3 separate regions of the Zea mays genome follow, and all the other regions are linked to region 3. Evidence: chromatin contacts called from public Hi-C data. All regions are on one chromosome and are shown on one strand. The core of a region is the stretch at or near the end of the contact, and the rest is flanking DNA. Distances in the headings are between cores, read along the strand shown.

What was found. Hi-C and Micro-C count contacts between places; a contact is called where the count stands out from the background.
Region 1: a Hi-C map of ear shows a contact between it and region 3, with 2.0 times the contacts expected there. The contact joins the promoter of LOC103646106 here to the promoter of LOC103646105 in region 3. A contact is called at or near these places in 5 of 25 Hi-C or Micro-C datasets (ear, endosperm, leaf and 1 more).
Region 2: a contact with region 3 is called in a Hi-C map of tassel, with 1.9 times the contacts expected there. The contact joins the promoter of LOC100275524 here to the promoter of LOC103646105 in region 3. A contact is called at or near these places in 2 of 25 Hi-C or Micro-C datasets (endosperm and tassel).

What each region holds. Positions count from the first base shown.
Region 1 is chr2:21,071,368-21,074,358 of Zm-B73-REFERENCE-NAM-5.0, reverse strand. It overlaps LOC103646106 (eukaryotic translation initiation factor 3 subunit C), which reads right to left and starts at 1,304. Exons shown (of 4, transcript XM_008670830.4): 1 at 410-1,304.
Region 2 is chr2:20,748,447-20,751,604 of Zm-B73-REFERENCE-NAM-5.0, reverse strand. It overlaps LOC100275524 (Protein TRIGALACTOSYLDIACYLGLYCEROL 1 chloroplastic), which reads left to right and starts at 1,285. Exons shown (of 1, transcript NM_001149583.2): 1 at 1,285-2,681. The coding sequence starts at 1,378. The coding sequence ends at 2,385.
Region 3 is chr2:20,879,671-20,882,454 of Zm-B73-REFERENCE-NAM-5.0, reverse strand. LOC103646105 reads left to right here and starts at 1,468. Exons shown (of 8, transcript XR_004856158.1): 1 at 1,468-1,599; 2 at 1,726-2,172; 3 at 2,276-2,399. It also overlaps a transcript of LOC100283064 not described here.

The sequences.
Region 1 (2,991 bases), core at 55-2,554, 190 kb before region 3:
ACCCAATATTTTTTTTGCAAAACAGTCGAAGTTAGTATAATACATGTATACGCTTGTAATTAGATCAGATCCAAATGCAGGGTTCACCTCAAATTGGATTGTTCGCAAATGACAAAAAATGATATAATGTTGGTGATTCATAATAGGAACTAGGATATACAGTTCGAGCTCTTCCAGATAGCATCAGTTAAACCAAACTTGTCATCAGTACAAAAGAACGTGACAATGGTACTAGATATGCATTTAGATAATCCTGGACATGCGCATGGAGCAAATTCACATATAGAACATATGGCCCTTCCTACCAAATTCGCATCGGGAACACGTGGGCCTTCCTACCGAAGGCAGCTCGAGAATTCGAGATCTTCTAATTACTGCTACATAATTTGTGAATTAGGTCGGCGCTCACCTTGGGAGGACCGGAGGAAGATGCTGACGGCGACAATCACCAGTGGAGGGGGAGGGGTGCCAGTCGCGTCGATAATTTGTCGAGACTCGTGGAGCGGCAGGTTAGCGTTGGGCGGTGGCGCTGTGGTCGGGAAAACAAAATCGAGATGGTGGCGGCGAGCTCCAGGAGGGGCGACCACCAGGGACGGGGATGTGGATGCGGCAATGCTGCTGCTTCTTAAATATCAAGGTTACACCGTGGGCTGTGGCTGTTTCGTGGGCTGTACGTGGGCTAAATAGAGACGTGCTTGACCAGATTCTATCGCTGCTAAGGCTGTATCCAGCAACGTTCTCTATATTAATTCTCTATATCCGTCCTTTACAATCTTCTCTAAAAGATTTTATTCTCTATATCTCTTTTCTCTCCAACAATATCCTCTAAATTACGTCCTCTATACTCAAATACATATATTAGAGACATTTTTTATTTTTATTTTTTATACATATGTATTTGTCATACTCTCAAATGTATTGTGCATATTTTAGTTTTGCTAAACCGGTTATTTAAAGTATTCAAATGTATAGAGAACTGTTTAAAGAAACTCTATATATAGAAAATCCAGTAGCGTCCTCTAAATTTAAAAGACAGTTTAGAGGACGCTGCTAGAGAGCATAGAGGACCGTTTGGTCCTCTATATTTAGGGTAGAGGACCCTTTAGGGGTCCTTGCTGGAGCCAGCCTAAAACCCCTCCACCAACCCAAATTTCACGGTAATACCTATGTATTACAAACCAAACCCGAGCTTGTTTGTTTGTCCACGAATAGACTTGAAATCGTTACAGCTAATCAAAATTTATATAACATAAAGAAGAAATCCAGCTAGAAATTGTCATGCCTCCGTTCCGTGAAAACCGAACGGTACCTGAGACGTCATAAACCCGAGTTCGGTGGTTCTTATGTCCTAACAGGCACCAAATCGCAAGTTCACGAGGACGAGGGCGAGCGGCTACCTGATTTGGAGCTATGGCACTGGCAATGGCGAGGGGCGAGCCTGGCCTGGGGGCGGCGGCGGCGCGACGCTGAAGAAATGCGTCGGTGCGGACGTCCGATGCCAACATGCTGTCCGCCAAAGGGAGAAGACGAGCAGGGCAGGCCGGCTAGGGCGCTGCCGCCGTAAGCTTGACCTGGAGGCTGGAGCTAGAGTCCCGCCACCGCAACATTGTTCCGTTCTTGGCCTCCAATTGATTTAGGGTGTCTCCAGCAGCGTCCTCTAAATTCCATCGCCTAAAGAAATATTCTGTGTCATTTACAGCACACACTAAAAGATTTTGTCCTCTATATCTTCTCAGTCTCCAGCAGCGTCCCCTAAATTCGGTCTCCTAAAACTACAGTGTTAACATATTTCCTTTTTCTATTTCTTTTCCTGTTTTCTTTGTTTTCTTCCCATTTAACGCAATACAAAGGATGCGCAAAAAAGTGTATTTCATTAATTTGCAAATAATAACCTCCGAAACAATGCTTGATTAATAATTTCTAATTGTAAATGTTAATTAACATTCGATGTGATATTGTGTGCAATTGTTGTCGATAAAACGTCACATAGTATTTTATTAGTATAAAAATATGTTTCTAGATTGACATGCTTCCACCATGAGCCATGACACTTCTTCAACAAGCCATCGACAAGCTTCGTCTGCACGCCAGCACGATGGCTTGTATCCGAAGCCTACTCGTTTTATAAATAACCATTGATGCTTCAATACTTCACTCACACTTGTCTTTCAAATCTCCACAATAATGAACCCGTACTTAGAATCCAATTTTCTTGTTAGGATGATGGAAGAAATGGAAGAGGAAGAAGAAGAGTTGCAGATGGCGACGTACCTGCATATTAGGAGGCGTCGTGCACGCAACGAGCGTCGTCACGGTGGTTCCATTCCTGGGCGTGTTCGGATTCATCGTGATCACATGAGCGGCGATGCAAGAATCCGAGCGGACTACTTTAGAGCCCAACCCGTGTACACGGATGCTCAATTCCATAGGAGGTATTTCATATATTTCATGTGCACATTCATTTTGACATGTACTTAACTTGATCAGCCCTTACAGTGACACACATTTATTATATGGTAGGTTCCGTATGCGTCGCCATGTGTTTGAGCGCTTGGTTGATGTTGTGCAACAAGTCGATCCATACTTTATTCACGCTCAAAATGTGCCGGTGAGATAGGTCTTTCTGCTCTGCAGAAAGTTGTTGCTGCTGTTCGCATCCTTGCTTATGGCATTCCTGCTGATGCTGTTTGGGACTTGTTCTCAAATGCTATGAGTTAAGAATAAGGCAACACAAATGTTAATGGTTAAAAACTTTCGTCCTTCGAAGCATTATCTCCCTTGGGATATAAAGATCTTCAGACGAAGGTCATGAAGGACATACCTTCATCATTTCAATAGGTAATAATGAAAGTAGAAACATATGAAACATAAAAAGAACATGGAATAATCACCTTAAATCATCATATTATTATTTATGTTCTTATTATATAACCATGAACAAATATTAATGATATTGATTACATTTGTACCTTCGACTTGACAGAAGGTAAA
Region 2 (3,158 bases), core at 36-2,535, 130 kb after region 3:
ACTAATTTACGTTAGGGCTAGTTTCAGAACTCTATTTTCCAAAAATAAAAAATAAACTAATTTACGTTAGGGCTAGTTTGATAAAAAATCATTTGGAAAAATAAGGTTTTTAAACTAACCTTGCATTGGAAAACCTTTCGGCGAAATATGGCTGTAGGACTAGAAAAGCCTTAAAATGGTGGAGAGTATGGCACAGCGGATGAGCTCATTTGGTCGGTCCACACAAATACAGACACAAAACTGGCACCGTTTTTAAAGAGTATAGCTTCTGCATGCACCATCCATCCCACAAAAACAGGGTAGCCTCACAGCACTGCACTCTGCGGATTGCAGAGGCAGGAAGCATCTCCGGCCGTGAACGATGAGCTGAAAAAGGGAAGCTGGGGGAAGGAAGACAGAGAGAATCGTTTCCCTTGAAATCAGTTTGCTTGTTTTTTGCTTGTCCATTAGCCTGGCCCTTTCACCAACCCCGTCTGCATGAACCGACTTGGTGACTAATAGTTTTTTTTTGCTCGCTCATGTAGCTAGCTAGGAGCTCTACTGCACCACCGGCCATATCGCACCGTAGTGTGTGTCTCTACTTTGGCATTGGCAATTATATATAGCGTAAAAAAAGCGGCATGTGCCTGCCTGACTCTACATCCCCGGCCTCCATGGTTGGTTGCTCCCATGATCTGATCTGATCTGATCATCCATGTTCGTGAACCAGCTAGAGGCGAGCGTGTGAGAACGACGGCCCAGTAGCGGTGTTTCAGGTTGCAAACTAAAAGTCTGAGCACACAGGACAGGACAGGAAGCAGGAGAGCGGTGTGTACTGTACCGCACAGGCTATCATGTACTGGTACACTCGTACTGGATCACGTACCTACTAATGTTACGTACGTACGAGCATGAAAGCAAGTAGGGGTACTCTTTAATTCTGAAGCCTACTAGTACGTAGATGCCTTTTGTACAGCTTGCTGCTTTGGTTTGGTTTCAGTTCAGTGACGCGAAAAGTGGAACGCAGGACGTTCAGTGTGGTTAAAGAGACTCCAGCTAGCTCGAGTGCAGCCAGCCAGGCTGTGAATCATGTGGGCGTTTATTTGGGCCCAGGGCCTCTCTGTTGGAGCCCATAACTGGGCGTGCGCGAGCCCATGATAAAGCAAGCGGACGTTCCACACAGCAGCCTGCCTGCCTGCTTGACACTAGAGTAGTAGAGCCTCCCTCGTGGGCTCCTGGCCCAAAGCCTGCGGTACTGAGTATACGACTTCACGACAATAATCCCCTCCGCGCACCAAACCGTTCGCCGTTTCCCCATCTGGCCATCTCTTTCCCCACCCCCACCCACACGCACTCCAGTCACCGCCGGCGCCAAGCCGATCTCCGACCACCGCAGCCATGTCTTTCGCCGCCGCGCTCCACCTACGCCCCACCTCCGCCACGACGCACCCGCGCCTCCACCAATCCACCCGCAAATCGTACTTCCTCCGCTTACAGCCGTCTCGCCGCCGCCTACCCGTCCCGCGCCTGTCCCTCACGCCCACCACCGCCAGCAATAGCAACAGCTCTCCTCCCCCACCGTCCCCTTCGCCCGCCCCCGCCGCCCCGGGTTCCCTGCTCGCCAACTGGTCCCCGCCGCGCGCGATCTGGCGGGGGCTGTCGGCGCTGCTCCTCGCGGGCCAGGTCTTCCACCGCGTCCTCACGGGCCGCGTCCACCGCCGCAACCTCCTGGCGCAGCTCCGTAGGGTGGGTCCCGGGAGCGCGGGGGTCGCGCTCCTCACCGCTGCCTTCGTGGGCATGGCCTTCACCATCCAGTTCGTGCGCGAGTTCACCCGCCTCGGCCTCCACCGCTCCGTCGGCGGCGTCCTCGCGCTCGCGCTCGCGCGCGAGCTCTCGCCGGTCGTCACGGCCGTCGTCGCCGCGGGCCGCGTCGGCTCCGCGTTCGCCGCCGAGCTCGGCACCATGCAGGTGTCGGAGCAGACCGACACCTTACGCGTCCTCGGTGCCCACCCCGTCGACTACCTCGTGGTCCCTCGCGTGCTCGCCTGCGTGCTCGCGCTCCCGGTCTTGACATTGATCAGCTTCGCGCTCGGCCTCGCGTCCTCGGCGTTCCTGGCCGATTCTGTGTTTGGCGTCAGCGTCAGCATCATTTTGGAGTCGGCGCGCAGGGCGCTGCGGCCATGGGACTTGATCAGCTCTTTGCTCAAATCTCAAGTGTTTGGTGCCATTATCGCGGTGGTGAGCTGTGCCTGGGGAGTTACAACCCATGGAGGAGCCAAGGGTGTTGGCGAGTCTACAACATCTGCCGTAGTTGTTTCCTTGGTTGGAATCTTCATTGCAGACTTTGCTCTCTCGTGCCTGTTCTTCCAGGGTGCTGGTGATTCGCTCAAGTATGCAATGGGTTGAGGTGGGTCAGTGCAGAGGAAGTTTTTTCCTTTCTAGGAGGATAGCATAGTCTTGTACATTAAAAAGAGTGGTGCACTGGATTCTAGTAGGTGAACATTGCAACTTCTGCCACAGTCCAGGTGACATGCATAGTTGTTTCCCCTTGATACCTACGAAAATCATTACCTTTGTTGTACTGAACTGCTGCTCAATTATTTGCCAGTGATTCATGTATAACCTTATTCATGAAAGTATTGGTCGGATTGAATCAGTGTAACCCATGCATATCCTTGAAAATTATGTAAAATCATTTGTAACCCCACGAGTGACTGATTGTTTGTTTAAGCCCCATGTGGACTGTAACCCTGCCTACCCCAGCCTTTCCCCTCATCCCCACCCAGAACGGAGCCCGGACTCAAGTGGCGTGGAAGAAATGCCATCACGAGTGCATGTGGCTGCGGTGGGGCTGAGGGACGCGGCGCTCCTCGTCTCCAGCGTCCATCTCCAACAGCAGCCTTCTCACCAGTAATATTCTTACATCCTCTAGATACAAAGACATGATAGAACAAGATATATGGGCTGCCTATTGACTGCATCGAAATTAGTGAAATGGCTGTTGCTATATCTTCCATCATTTGTTGATGGCCTTATTGTCTTTTTGTTTCAGAGGCAGATTGCAGTGACTGAGATTGTATTTTCAATTGGTTATCTGCTAGACATACAGGTTATACAGCACTTATAAAACATTATTTCTTCTGGTTGTTTTAGGTATCTATCTTGATTTATTGTATATA
Region 3 (2,784 bases), core at 219-2,718:
AATTAGGTTTAAGTGAAATATGTATGTTGGAACAGCAATCTGAGGCAGAAATGGGTTTAGTAAAAGATATGCTAAAGAATTGAGTCGCAGACGGACAAGCCTAGTCAGATACAAACGAAAATGTCGGTCAGGTAGAAATAGAATCTGGATCTAGATTTCATGGTGTATGCTATATGAATGAATTTTTTAATGAGTTCCGTATTAAGATGGTAGGCATGATTTCTCGCTCTTAAATGCACCCTCCGTTTCAAATTAATATAGTTAAATCAAAAAAAATCTAACTTTAACCATATTTTTTTAGGAAAAAAAATGTATTGACATCTAAAAATTCAAATAAATGCACTATCAAAACATATTTCATGGACAAGTTAATAAAACTAAATTGATAATGTATGCAATTTGGAGCGGAGGGAGTAACGATGAAAAAAAAAGAATATGGAAGTGCGAGTAGTTAGCCTGCAGGTTGCTAGAAGAATTCTTGTGGTGCGAGTGAGAGCATAGTTTTGCATGCATGACACTTTTTATCTCACAAATCATGGTCAGTAATCAAAGCAGTATGGCGCACAACTCAGACCCATGACAAACAATGTTGCAAGACCTTGCCTCAAGGACAACCAATGTACTGGACAGAAAAGGCAACATTGAAACATTTCATTAAGCAACTTCAGTCCAATTCTGTTTATGCATGTATTTTTATTAAACTTTTAGCATTACATACATAATAGGTTCATGATCAAGCATTTAGAAAATGCTATACAACATTATTGCTTCAAACACAGCTTTATACTTCAAAGTTATTCGGAGCTTCAAAGCAAAAGTCATGTTTTGCAAAAACTAATCAGTTAACTAAACCTACTGACATCACTCTCTTTCTAGTTTATTAGATGCATTTCATCTCATTCAAAAGAAACGCTAAGTGGTACAAGCATCATATCTATTCACAGGATGAATGAATACAGCTGCATATGTCGTCTGCAGTTCTATAACCTTTGAAGACCAATCTCACGTGAAGTTTAAAACAAATGATTCTGAACTGCAGCCAATAAATACTGCTTAGCTTAAACAGATTGTGATCTGAATTGATCAAATTTAACAAGCAAACTACACAATGTCAGTATCTTCCTAAACAGTCATCAACAAAGTTACAAATAATAATAATTTGGCACACAAACACCCCAACCAAACCTAGGTATTGTTGTTACAAATGTGAGTCAAGACCGCATCGCCCTAACGTACATGACAATACAAGAGAGGCACAGGAATATACACAATGTCAACACCTTGAGTCATCGTGCAAAACAGGACTAGTTTCATCAAATTAAGGGGGGTTTCTACTTTCTAGTCTCTACTACTAATTAAGTACCTATTGTAGACGTTCACAGCCAACCATGGTGCACGGTTCTGCCACATCCAGAGCGTCCAACTCGCATCCAACGCCCCTGCCGCATCCCGCGTCCCTCCCGCACTCGTCTCTGCCGCACCGTACGCGCAGGCCCGCCCGCCCGCTCCCATTCCCCACCCCCACCTATGGCGGCGCTCTCCGCGCCCCTCCGCGCCATCGCCGCCGGATCCCGCGTCGCCGCGTCCGACCCCGTCAAGGTACACACCCCCGTGCTTGGTTGATTGCAACGCCCTCATCCTCATCCCTGACGAAATGACCTATGATTCCTAGCACATTGCAGTGCCCCCACTGATGCGATTTGGCTGTCATGCTTGTACTTGTAGGTCTCGTGCGTGAGGAGCACTGGCTCAGCTCACTTCGGCTGCGCCTCCATCGATCTGCCCTCGCGTTCTATGGTTATCATCTCCCCTTGCGCTGGTTGCTGATCCGTGCTCTGCTTATCGAATCTCCTCCTTGGTCGCAGGGTCCGGCGGCGAAGGGAAGGCAAGATGTACACCGCGAGGAAGAAGATCCAGAAGGAGAAGGGCCTTGAGCCCTCCGAGTTCGAGGACTCCGTTGCCCAGGTGAGCATAGCGCCAACCCACCTCCTCTCTCCTCCTTTTACTGCGTTTATTTTCCTTGAACTGCTGCTCTGTTTGTTTGTGGTTCCCAATGTGTCGGGGTTGTGATGTGCTTTTTGGCTTGTTGTACCTGCATGCTTTATTTGATCTGGAGAACGGGAACCAGGAGCTCAAGAGCGACCTCAAGGACCTGTACATCAACAATGCTATGTATGCGTAACGTTTCTTTCTATCTTCTATCGCCTGTTGAGATGTAGTAGTATGTGGTGCATGGTTGTGACATTTGGTGAGGATGTTTGTTGTGACTTTGCAGCCAGATGGATGTTACCGGGAGCAGGAAGGCTGTTGTCATCCACGTCCCATACCGCCTGCGCAAGGCCTTTAGGAAGATCCATGTCAGACTCGTCAGGGAGCTGGAGAAGAAATTCAGCGGCAAGGTGATTTTCTCTTTTTTTGTTTTTTCTACTGCTGTTCGTGGTTTAGGTTTATATGCTAATTGTAGCTACTACATAAACCTGAACGGGGTAATGCATTTAGTGGGTTTGCCGCATCAGCACTGGTGCCGACGTTGACAGCTGTTGATCACAAAGCCGATGGGTGAATTTCTATTTTTAGTGCGAGGCCTTAATGTTAGTGCGAGGACTTCATGTTAGTGCGAGGACTTCACGTTGACAGCACTACTACATAAACCTGAACTGTGTGATTAAACACTGAGGTGGCATTGAACATAAATTCCGTTGTATTTACATGTCTCTGCAAGTGGCCAAAAACAAACAGTAGGCGTGTGGAATTGGTTGGAGCCGAAGTCTAAAACCCTGAACT